Linked DNA regions of Pan troglodytes: regions 1 and 3 are each linked to region 2. Evidence: chromatin contacts called from public HiChIP or PLAC-seq data. All regions are on one chromosome and are shown on one strand. The core of a region is the stretch at or near the end of the contact, and the rest is flanking DNA. Distances in the headings are between cores, read along the strand shown. Region 1 holds the start of RNF126 (ring finger protein 126). Region 2 holds the start of ARID3A (AT-rich interaction domain 3A). Region 3 holds the start of ATP5F1D (ATP synthase F1 subunit delta).

Region 1 (3,472 bases), core at 958-3,457, 270 kb before region 2:
AGGCCCTCCCCAGGCCCAGTGACAGTCGGAGGAGGTCAGGGTCCTCCGTGTCCAAGGCCACGGGGCGAGGAAGTGGCTCCACCACACCAGGATCCAGTCCTGTGCGGGCTCTAGGAGCAGCTAAATGTGCAGCCGAGTCAAGGCAGTGTCGGCCCCCCACAGCCACCACTCCAGGCTTCCCAGGGGCTTCCCAGGCCTGTCCCAGGGCTCAAGGGGCTGCAAGGGGCTGCCCTGCAACTCACCCAGGCGGGCGGGCTGTCAGGCAACCAGCCTCTCCTGCCACGGCCAGTGGGGACAGAAAGCTGGAAGAGGCAAGAGCGAGACCCCTGGGAGACAGAGGAGCAAGGCAAGGCTCAGTCTCAGCTCCCCAACCTTCGCCCCACACCCGAGATTTCACTTTATTTGTTCCTCCTGCTGGGGAGGGGAAGCCCTGTGGCTTCAGTAGAGAGGAAACCACACCTCTCTCTCTCCACTCCTGGGCCTGGCCCCGCTCTCCCGCCATGCCCCAACTCTAACACTCGCTCCTCCTCTGTGACCCAGAGACAGGCGGCTTCTCCTGACTCCCTCCAGCCCCTTCCTGGGTCTCTACTCCCGGGGAACTGCACTGCTTCTGGGGGGCTTGGACTTCTCTTACGGATCAAAGCGTAGCAACAGCCGGGTGGCTACGCACACAGCACAGTAAATCCTCAATGCCTGCAGCCTCTTCCCCTGGGCACAGGGTGGGGAGTCCAGACCCCTCCACCTCCTGCGGCTGCTCCCCTTAAGCTGGCCAAGCGGCTCCCGACAAAGCCGGCTCTGCCACTTTCCCGCTGAGCCACCACGCGCCTCAGTTTCCCCATCTATAAAGCACGGGTGGCTCGACTAAATCACCACTTTGCACGTCAGCCTGGCGAAGGGCAACACGGGTTAAAAATGCAGACCACCGCCGGGCACGGTGGCTCACACCTGTAATCCCAGCGCTTTAGGAGGCTGAGCCAGAAGAATCGCTTGAGCCCAGGAGTTCAAGACCAGCCTGGGCAACACAGGGAGACCCCATTCCTAAAAATAATATTAGAAATGCAGACTGCTGAGCGCATTCCACACCTACTGACTCCGAAACCCTGGAAAAGGGGCCTGGAAATAGCACCTTCAACGAGCGCTGCTCCCACCTCCCCCAAGGTGACATCAGGTCCGCGTGGGAAACACTGCCCTAAACGAGCAGGAAGTAGCACTCGGCACGCCCAGGCCCAGGGTCCTCTTCGGTGAGGGGCGGCTGTAAACACCTGGAGGAAGGGTGGGCTGCGCAGCCAAGCCCCGGGAGGGGAGGAACGCAGGCTCCGCTCACAAAGCCCCGCCGGCGGGCCGCGGTCGGACTCCGGGACAGTGCCTGGAGCGTTCCGGGCCTGGGCCTGCCTCCAAGGCGGCGGCCAGGGCTCCACGAGGCGAGCCTGCAGCGAGGCGACGGCGCCCCCAACCACGCGCTCGGCGGGGGTCCCCTGGCGTTATTCTCGGGGTCCGAGCCCCGCCAGGCCCAGCCCCTGCCCCGCGCCGCGCCACCGGGCAATACCCTCTCTCTGCTCGCCGGGCCTCAGTTTCTCCGTTTGCAAAACCAGGCTCACCGGGCTTAGGGATCCCACCTGGGATCCTCGCGGCCTCTCGGGTCGGGAACGCCGCGGATGTGGGGTCACCCGGCCGCGATCCCGCTGCGCCGCTCCGGCCAGGCCCTGCCTCCCGCCCGGGCCTCAGTCTCCCGCATGTACAGGACGGGGTTCGCGCGCGCACCGCCCGGGCTCCCCGCGGATTCAGCCTGGGCCGGCGCTGCCCCGAGCCTCAGTTTTCCCGTCGTGGTCAGCTCGCGCAAGAGGCGGGAGCAAGCGACCCCCACCCCGGCCCCGGCCTTGCCTCAGGCCTGCGGCACAGACCCTGCCGCCCGCCGCCCCGGCCCGGGCCTCACCGGCAGGCGCGGGACGATCTCCACGGAGCAGCAGTGGCAGAAGTACCGTCCGGGATGCGGCGACGCCTCGGCCATGGCCGCCGCCACCTACTCCGCGCCGCCCGCCCCCCGCGCGGCACCCGCCGCCGGCCGTTTGCTGCTCCCTCGCCGGCCGACGCGCTCACGCACGGCACGCACGGCACGCGGGGCGGAGCGGGGGCGCGGGAGCGGCGAAAGCTGCGCACTCGGCGGGCAGCGGCCCGGGCGACGGTGGCCGCTGAGAGACAAACTAGGCCCGGCCGTTGGGCGGGGCTCCGAGCGGGGGCGGGGCTTCCAGCGGGGGCGGGGCCAAAGCAGGCGGCGGAAGAGACGAGAAGCCGGGCGTGCGCGGGGCGGGGCCGAGGCCCTCGTGTCCCTCAGTGCTTCCCTACCTCATCGCCGTCTCCCCTCACGGTACTTCAGCCCACTGTCCCCACAGTTCCTGGGGCTCGCCAGGCGCCCTCTCCCCCGCCCCCTGCCCGGTGCAGCGCTCTCCCGACGCCCGCGTGGCTTTCTTCCAGGTCTTTGCTCAAATGTCAGCTTACAAGGTCTTCTCTGCTGCCCTCCTGCTCCGTGGCACTGATTTCCTCCCGATGCACTGTCAGGTCAGCTGCGCAGCAAAGGGATTTTTGGACCCGCAGCAGCGCCTGACACACAGCAGGCATTCCCTCAGCGCTGCGGAATACAGGCAGACCCGGGGCTCAGGGTGCTGTCTGGGCCTCACCGGGACCCGTGGGGTCAGACAGAGGCTGAGGTCTGTGGGTTGTGGCCTTGTTTCCAAGATGCTCCGCGGGCTGACGGCCCAGGCGCCTCTCGGGTGCGGAGAGGGCAGGAAACCTAACCCCTGCTTCCAAATTTAATCAGTAGAAACGGTATCATCACCCAGCGCAGGCCAGGATCATTTCTGAGGTTAGTTCTGGCCCAATCATGCATGCATTTCTTTTTTCTTTTTTTTTTTGAGACGGAGTCTCACTCTGTCACCCAGGCTGGGGTGCAATGGCCCGATCTCGGCTCACTGCAACCTCCGCCTGCCGAGGGTTCAAGCGATTCTCCCGCCTCAGCCTCTCGAGTAGCTAGGACTAGAGGCACCCGCCACCACACCGGCTAATTTTTGTATTTTTAGTAGAAACGGGGTTTCACTATATTTGGCCAGGCTGGTCTTGAACTCCTGACCTCGTGATCCGCCCGCCTCGGCCTCCCAAAGTGCTGGGATTACAGGCATGAGCCACCGCACCCGGCCTCATGCATGTATTTCTTTCTTCACTCAACACTCATTGAGCACCTACTGCATACCAGACCCTATGCTGAATGCACGCAGATACCCCCAGCCCCATGAGATTGGACTGGATCGTGGGACTCAAGGGTGACTTTGGCTCTGCCTGGGGAAAGAGAGAGAGGGCTTCCGAGGGGTAAGGACATTGGAACCAGGGCTGAGGGATGAATAGGATTTGGTTGGAGTTGGACTTCCTGCAAAATGAGGCATTGGAGCCAGACTGTTGAGGAATTAAGAGTTGGAGCCTG
Region 2 (3,704 bases), core at 833-3,332:
TCCACACTGCTGCCTACCCCTGCGGGGCATGAGGGCATCTGGAATATGGTGGAGCCAGCTAGTCTGCGTAGACATTCCCGGCTCCCTCTCTGGGCTAAAAATAGGAGCCCCCTCACTGCAGGCAGCTGCCATCCTGCATCCCCTCACCCCCCTGGGCGGCCCCTTCGGGGGAAGCTGCAGCCAGCTACCCAGATCACAGCTTCCTCCTGGGAAATGGGTAGGGGCTCTACCCTTCCTGCCCTGGGGGTAATTATGCCCCCACCCTGTGCCCTTCCCTTTGAACAAAGGGCAGCCTAATCCAGAACAGGATGGTGAAAGGGTTGAATTAACATTGGCCCATTTTATAGAGGCATAAACTGAGGCACAGACAGGCCCATGCACCTGCCCTCCAGGTGCCTTTCGGGTCTGCTGGCCTCCAGGTGCTCCATCGTAGGTGGGAGGGACTTCCTGCACCTTCAGACCTGAGCTGGGTCCTGGCCCTAGAAGGGGGTACCCCCACACCCCTTTATCCCGCTGCAGGGAGCGTCTCTCCAAAGCACCCCCAACTTGGGGCAGGTGTCTCAGGCCTCTCCATCGGAGATAGGGGTGGCAGCTGGGTTTGGTGTTTAATATAGCCTTATGGTGGAGGCCTCTCAGACACCTGCCGCCATTAGGCTACACGTGGCCCTGGGGCTGGAAGGCTGGATTCAGGCCTTGGAGTCGGGGGCAGCTCTCCTGCCGGCAGTTTTTTGTTTTGTTTTGTTTTTGAGGTGGAGTCTCACTGTGTCACCCAGGCTGGAGTGCAGTGGCGCGATCTCGGCTCACTGCCACTTCCACCTCCCGGATTCAAGCGATTCTCCTACCTCAGCCTCCCAAGTAGCTGGGACTACAGGCGCGCGCCACCATGCCCGGCTATTTCTGTATTTTTGGTACAGATGGGGTTTCACCTTGTTGGCCAGGCTGGTCTCGAACTCCTGACCTCTGATGATCCGCCCACCTCCGCCTCCCAAAGTGTTAAGATGACAGGCGTGAGCCACGGCACCGGCCCCGGTTGCAGTTTTGTGGAGGGAGGAGGTGCAACTAGGTGGAAGGACAGAGAGAAAGTTGCAATGCCGTGTGCTAGTCTAGGGGAAGGGGAGGGAGACGACTACGACCCCGCCCCCAACACTCAGGACCGGGGACCCGAGCCCGCCAGAGACCCTCCACAAGTGAGGGTCCCCCCGGGTGGCCCCTGCCCGCCCTCCAGGCTCCCCCGGGGCTCACGTCCGGGCTGGAGCCTGGGCCTCTGCGCTTAGCCCCCTGGGGTCGCTTCCCGCGCACACAGCTCCCTGCAGAGCACGCGTCCCCCTCCCGACCGCCTTCCTTGCACCCCGCTCGGTGCCTCAGTTTCCTGCTCTGCGCAGTGGCGACAAGAAGGTTGCCAACTACAGAGAGGAGTGAGGGCTGGAGACGTGCAGGGACCTCCCTGGAGGGAGGCGCGGGGCACGTGGTTGGGCAAGCGACCGCTCAGACCGTGTAAGTCATCACCATCTTCACGGGGGGGTGGTGGGCAGCCGAGCTCCCGACGCTGGTGACAGCCGGGCCGGGCAGGGTCGTCCTGGTTTCACAAAGGGGCTCCAGGTCCCCGCGCGCACCTCCCCACGCCCGCGCCGAGTCCCCGTCTGCAGCCCGTCCCTCCCCAGAGGGAGGCCGGCGAGACCCTGGTTCCCTCCCTCCGACGCCGCCCGCCCAGCTCTGCACCGGGTCTTTCAAGCCCATTTCTCAGACTTGGAAACGGCGGCTCCGGAGAGTGAAGTCACTCTCTCAGGGTCTCTCCATCTAAGGGGCGAAGGTGAAACTCCGAGTCCACGAGGCCCAGCCTAGGTGCTCCGTAAGAAGGGAAGAGTCTTGGTCCCGGATCTGGCTCCGATGCCTCCGGCCAGCCCGCCCAGGCGGAGCCCCAGTCAGTCCCCTCTTCTTCCCCCGGGGCGCTCCCGCCCCAGCCCCTGCCCCCGGCACCCTCTGCGCTTGGGGCCGCGTCGCGCACTTTGCCCACCGTCCCTAGGCCGGGGGCGGGGCCTCCCGCGGCGCTGTTCCCCTTCCCGTTTATTATTTATTATCCTTTAAAGGGGCCGCGACCTGAAAATTTCCGTCCACTCTGCCCGGCTCCCCAGCGCCCCCGGGCTGGTTGCGCGTCGTCAGACCGCGGGAGGGGGGCGAGGGGGCGTGCGGGGAAAAGTGGGGAGCCCTGGCGAGGCCCTCCCGCGCCCGGGCCGCGGCGCTGAATCACCGGCCAGGTATTTGCATCCGAGAGCGACTCGTCCCCTGGTGATTTGTCTGGGGGTGGGGGAGGGGCGGGGCGGGGGCCGGCCGCGCGCGGGGCGCCTCTTACCAATCGGGCGGAGGGGTGTAGACGCGGACGCGGCTGGCGGCTCGGTGAGTCGGCGCGCGGCACAGCCCCGTGGGTCGGGGGCCGGGAGCCAGCGGCGCGCACCGGCGGCTGGAAGCCAGGCGGGCCCGGGCAGGCCGACCCCAGGCGCGGGGCGCGCGCCCCACTACGAGCCGCCCTGCGCGGTAAGGCTGGGGGGCGCGCTGGCCGTTCCCAGCGCGGGTTCCGGTGCCGGGGTGGGCGCAGTGCGTCCTGGAAGCCAAAGAAGGGGGTCCCCAAAGTTGGGCGGAGATGTTGGTGGGGGTCCCGGACTGGGAAGGCGGCCCTGGAGGGCTGGGGTTCGGGGAGTTTTCTCTGCACCCCGCTTGGAGACTTCACTCCCCACTGGATCAATCGCTCAGGGGCGAGCAGGGGCGATCGGGGGTCGCGAGTGCGCGCCCCCCCCCCCCAGCGGAAGGAAATGGTCTCTGCGCGCGCGCGGGGGGCTGCACCCCGATATTTTATTTCATTTTTATTCTTTCTCCCCGAAATCAGGGATTTATTCGGGAGCCCGGAGAGGAGGGAGGGTAGTTCCCGGCGAGCCTCCCCAGCCGGGCTGGTTTATTTATAAAGTGTCCGCCCCAGCGCAGAGAGGGGCCCCCGGGGGAGACACCGCGGCCCCCGCGCGCCGGGGTGGGTTGGGCCCGGGCGCCCGGTTCCTCGGCGGGGATACCCAGGAAGAGCCCCCTGACCCGTTTCAGGGCCCCCCAGACACAAAAGCGGGCGCAGGAAGCGCTGGGAGCGCGCGTTTGTCAACTCCAACGCTCGGCGCCGGCCCCGGGCGGCGGGTTCAATTATCTTCCGTTTTTAGGCGCTCGGGCTGGAGGGGTTCCCCCCCCATGCAAATCGGCCGCTTTCCAAGAAGCCTTTGAAATCCGGACCAGGGTTTCTGTCTTCTTATTTCTTCTCCTTCTTGAGTTTTTTTCTCACTTCCTCCAGGCACCCCCCAACCCAGGACTTTCTTAGCCCCCTCCCCAGCTTTCTGCCCCGCCCCTCCCCCTCCTCTTCCCTTCGTGGAGTGAGGGGCCCCTTTCGCCACCCGCGGGCCCGGGGCCTTGCACAACTCTTTAAATAACCATGTTTTGCAAGGCCCGGGCCGAGCGGGTGACCTCTCTCCGGAGGCCTGGGGGGAGGAGGGTGTGGCCCAGGATCCCTCCGCCCCCCACCCCTGCCTGGTCCAACGACCGACCACCCAGCGCCCCGTCCCAGCCTCTCCCTTGGGGCTGTCATAAAATGGGGGTGGGGGTCGAGGACAAAGGGCTCTTGGGGGGAGGGGTCTGAAGGGGGTGGGCGTAGCTAGTTTAGGGTTAATGGCGGC
Region 3 (3,562 bases), core at 731-3,230, 320 kb after region 2:
CTGGAGTGGCAGCTGGATATGCGGTCCTGAGAGCCAGGAGGTGCATAGGTCACGACTCGAAAAGTGAACAGGCCTCCTCGTCTGCATTCCCCGAGCCAGGGCCAGGATGACCAGCTCCAAGTGACCGTCACAGCGCTGGCCCGGGGGGAGGAGCCAGGCCCACGCCTTCATCCTGAGTCGGACCAGCAGGGCCTTCTTCAGGTGCTTGGGTTCCAGGGGACAGTGGCGCCCGCCATTGCACTGGCCTGAACACGGGCAGGGGGCGAGGGTGCAGCCTCCGGATGTAGGGAGCCACGGATGGTGTCGGATTCGCCCACAGCAGGAGGCATTGGATCTCCCTGGCTGCACCCTTGTAAAGCCACAGCCCCAGGCCCTCCCCTGCTCCCTGCACCCCTGGGGTCCAGCCCACCGCGCCAGGCTCAAGGCCCTTTCCAGGGAGCCCGAGCCCCAACCCCCGCCATCCCCGATTCCGCATTTTCCCGGAGCCTAAGGAGCGGGGCTGGGGGCCCGGCCGGGTGCCGCAGACCTGCGTGAGCGCGGGGGCGGGGCGGTGACGTCATAGCCGCGAGCGAGGCTGCGCGGGCCGCTGGCTGACGGCAACGGAGCCCCCAGCCGCCCGCGCACGCGCTCCTGCGTCAGAGGCGCACGGGGGCGACGGCCAGGCAGGAGGTGGGGGGCGGCGAGCGCATCTCCGGGCGCGGAGCGCTCTCTGCCGGCGTCGAGGAGCAGCGCGCCGGGGTCCGGGATCCCCAGCGAGCCCTCCCGCGCGCCCGCGCTGTGCCCCTCGCCGTGGTCGCCGTCTCCTAGAACAGCTGCACCTGCAGCCTTCCACCCTGTCCCGTCCTGCACACTTTCTCGGCTTTTACTGTTATTTATTTTTGGCTTTTGCCACCACCTACCACTACGACGTGTTTATTTTTAAATTTTATTTATTTTTTTGTTTGAGACAGAGTCTTGCTCAGTCGCCCAGGCTGGAGTGCAGTGGCGCGATCTCGGCTCACTGCAACCTCCGCCCCCCCCCCCGCCCCCCCCCGGGTTCGAGCTATTCTCCTGCCTCAGCCTCCCGAGTAGCTGGGATTACAGGCGCCCACCACCATGCTCGGCTAATTTTTGTATATTTAGTAGAGACAAGGTTTCGCCATGTTGACCAGGCTGGTTTCAAACTCCTGACCTCAGGTGATCCGCCTGCCTCGCCCTGCAGATAGGATAAAGTGCTGGAATTACAGGCGTGAGCCACCGCGCCCGGCCTGACCTGCTTATTAATGATCTCAAATGTCTGCTAAACAACCCCCGGCCCCAGAGTGGGATTCTCACTCTGTTGCCCAGGCTAGGGTGCAGTGGTGCAATCATAGCTCACTGCAGCCTCAACCTCCTTAGGCCCAAGCGATGCTCCCGCCTCAGCCTCCCCAGTAGCTGGGACCACAGGCGTGCATCACCACGCCCGGCTAATTTTGATTATTTGTAGAGACGGGGTCTCCCTCTGTTGCCCAGGCTGGTCTCCATCTCCTGGGGTCAAGTGATTCTCCTGCCTTGGCCTCTCAAGGTGCTGGGATTACAGGTTGGAGCCACCACACCTGGCCCAGAGCAGGAAACTTGATGTTTTCTTGATGTCTATCCAGGGCCCTGCATCCAATGAGCGCCCCAAAAATCTTTTTTTTTTTTTTTTTTTGTACAGACGGGTCGAGGGTGGGGGCGATCTACACTGTTGCCCAGGCTGGTTTCCAGCTCCTGGCCTCAAGTGATCCTCTGGCCTCAGCTTCCTAAAGCGCTGGTATTACAGTCGTGAGCCACCACGCAGCCGAATCTTGAATTTCACTGAAGTTCGTTTTACTCCACCTCCCAGGACCGTTTCACCGCCCTTATCTGACCACCCCCTGGTTCTGCCGCAGCCCGGGCCGGAACAAAACTGCAACCCCCAGAATACCTCACGACGGGGCGCTGCGTCGTCAACGTGGCGTGCGCCCTGCCGGGAGTCGTAGTTCGCGCTTGCGCTCTCGCCGGGACCCCTCCTCCCAGACGTCCCTGCGCGTCGTCCTCCTCGCCCTCCAGGCCGCCCGCGCCGCGCCGGAGTCCGCTGTCCGCCAGCTACTCGCTTCCTGCCGCTCGCCGCTGCCATGCTGCCCGCCGCGCTGCTCCGCCGCCCGGGACTTGGCCGCCTCGTCCGCCACGCCCGTGCCTATGCCGAGGCCGCCGCCGCCCCGGCTGCCGCCTCTGGCCCCAACCAGATGTCCTTCACCTTCGCCTCTCCCACGCAGGTTCGGGCGCTGCGGGTCGGGACCCTCCGTGGCCGCCGCCCCCGGAGTCCAGGGTCCCCACCCCCAGGGCGCGACCCCCGCTTCCGGGCCCCCGGACCCGCGCGCCCCGGAAGCCGAGGCTACTCAGCCCTGGACCCTCGGCCCTGCCTCTGCTGCCCGACCCCTGCGCTGCCCTCGTCCCGGGCACCTCCCCGAGATAAGCGTCTCCTGGGTGCCCTCCCCGATCTCCCTGGCCAAAGCCTGGGTGTCGCCGGATCGTTGCATTCCCATTTCGCGGATCAGTAGAATGAGGCGCAACTGTTGAGGACCAAAGCTGCAACTTCGGATCCCTGCGCTGGGTTGTCTCAGTGCCTCACATCAGCGCCAGGTCCTGCCCTGACCCATGTCTTAGCAGGACAGGCCGAGTCCCCGGTGGGCGCGGGGCCGGCCTGCCCCGCCATCATTCCCCACGCTGTTGTCTGCAGGTGTTCTTCAACGGTGCCAACGTCCGGCAGGTGGACGTGCCCACGCTGACCGGAGCCTTCGGCATCCTGGCGGCCCACGTGCCCACGCTGCAGGTCCTGCGGCCGGGGCTGGTCGTGGTGCATGCAGAGGACGGCACCACCTCCAAATACTTTGGTGAGTCCGGTGGAGGGCTGCAGGGCCAGGCCAGGCTGGGGCTCCACATCCCAGGTCAGTCTCCGTCTCAGTTGAGGCTGCGAGAAAAAATAGTTCTAGGCCGGGCACGGTGGCTCACGCCTGTAATCCCAGCACTTTGGGAGGCCGAGGCAGGTGGATCACCTGAGGTCAGGAGTTCGGAGACCAGCCTGGCCAACATGATGTAACCCCGTCTCTTCTAAAAATACAGAAAACTGGCCGGGCGCGGTGGCTCCCGCCTGTAATCCCAGCACTTTGGGAGGCCGAGGCGGGGGGATCACGAGGTCAGGAGATCGAGACCATCTTGGCTAACACGGTGAAACCCCGTCTCTACTAAAAATACAAAAAATTAGCCAGGCATGGTGGCGGGTGCCTGTAGTCCCAGCTAGTCAGGAGGCTGAGGAGTTTGTGCCACTGCACTCCAGCCTGGGCAACAAGAGTGAAACTCCATCTCAAATAAGAAAAATACAGTTTTAGCAGGTTTGTCCACTGAGGAGCCTGGGCTGGCCGGTGATGAAAGCGAACCAGAGGGGACTCTGCTCTCAGCCGGTTTATGACTGGCTCTGGACCAACCAATGTAGGATGGTCGAAGCAAGAAATGTAAAACCACCCAGGCCCAGTGGCTCATGCCTGTAATCTCAGCACTTTGGGAGACTGAAGTGGGAGAATCG

Evidence for each region. HiChIP or PLAC-seq counts read pairs in DNA pulled down with a chosen protein or histone mark.
Region 1: a contact with region 2 is called in an H3K4me3 HiChIP or PLAC-seq map of stem cell-derived excitatory neurons, with 6 times the contacts expected there. The contact joins the promoter of RNF126 here to the promoter of ARID3A in region 2. A contact is called at or near these places in 1 of 7 Hi-C or Micro-C datasets (stem cell-derived neural progenitor cells) and 1 of 1 datasets of contacts at active chromatin or transcription factors (stem cell-derived excitatory neurons).
Region 3: a contact with region 2 is called in an H3K4me3 HiChIP or PLAC-seq map of stem cell-derived excitatory neurons, with 6 times the contacts expected there. The contact joins the promoter of ATP5F1D here to the promoter of ARID3A in region 2. A contact is called at or near these places in 1 of 7 Hi-C or Micro-C datasets (stem cell-derived neural progenitor cells) and 1 of 1 datasets of contacts at active chromatin or transcription factors (stem cell-derived excitatory neurons).

Annotation. Positions count from the first base shown.
Region 1 is chr20:2,941,614-2,945,085 of NHGRI_mPanTro3-v2.0_pri, forward strand. It overlaps RNF126 (ring finger protein 126), which reads right to left and starts at 2,208. Exons shown (of 9, transcript XM_016934488.4): 1 at 1,934-2,208. The coding sequence starts at 2,008.
Region 2 is chr20:3,209,634-3,213,337 of NHGRI_mPanTro3-v2.0_pri, forward strand. It overlaps ARID3A (AT-rich interaction domain 3A), which reads left to right and starts at 2,083. Exons shown (of 9, transcript XM_016934503.4): 1 at 2,083-2,255. LOC107969633 (a long non-coding RNA gene) reads right to left here. Exons shown (of 2, transcript XR_001711569.4): 2 at 2,757-3,704.
Region 3 is chr20:3,534,522-3,538,083 of NHGRI_mPanTro3-v2.0_pri, forward strand. ATP5F1D (ATP synthase F1 subunit delta) reads left to right here and starts at 1,981. Exons shown (of 5, transcript XM_009434265.4): 1 at 1,981-2,255; 2 at 2,720-2,873. The coding sequence starts at 2,115.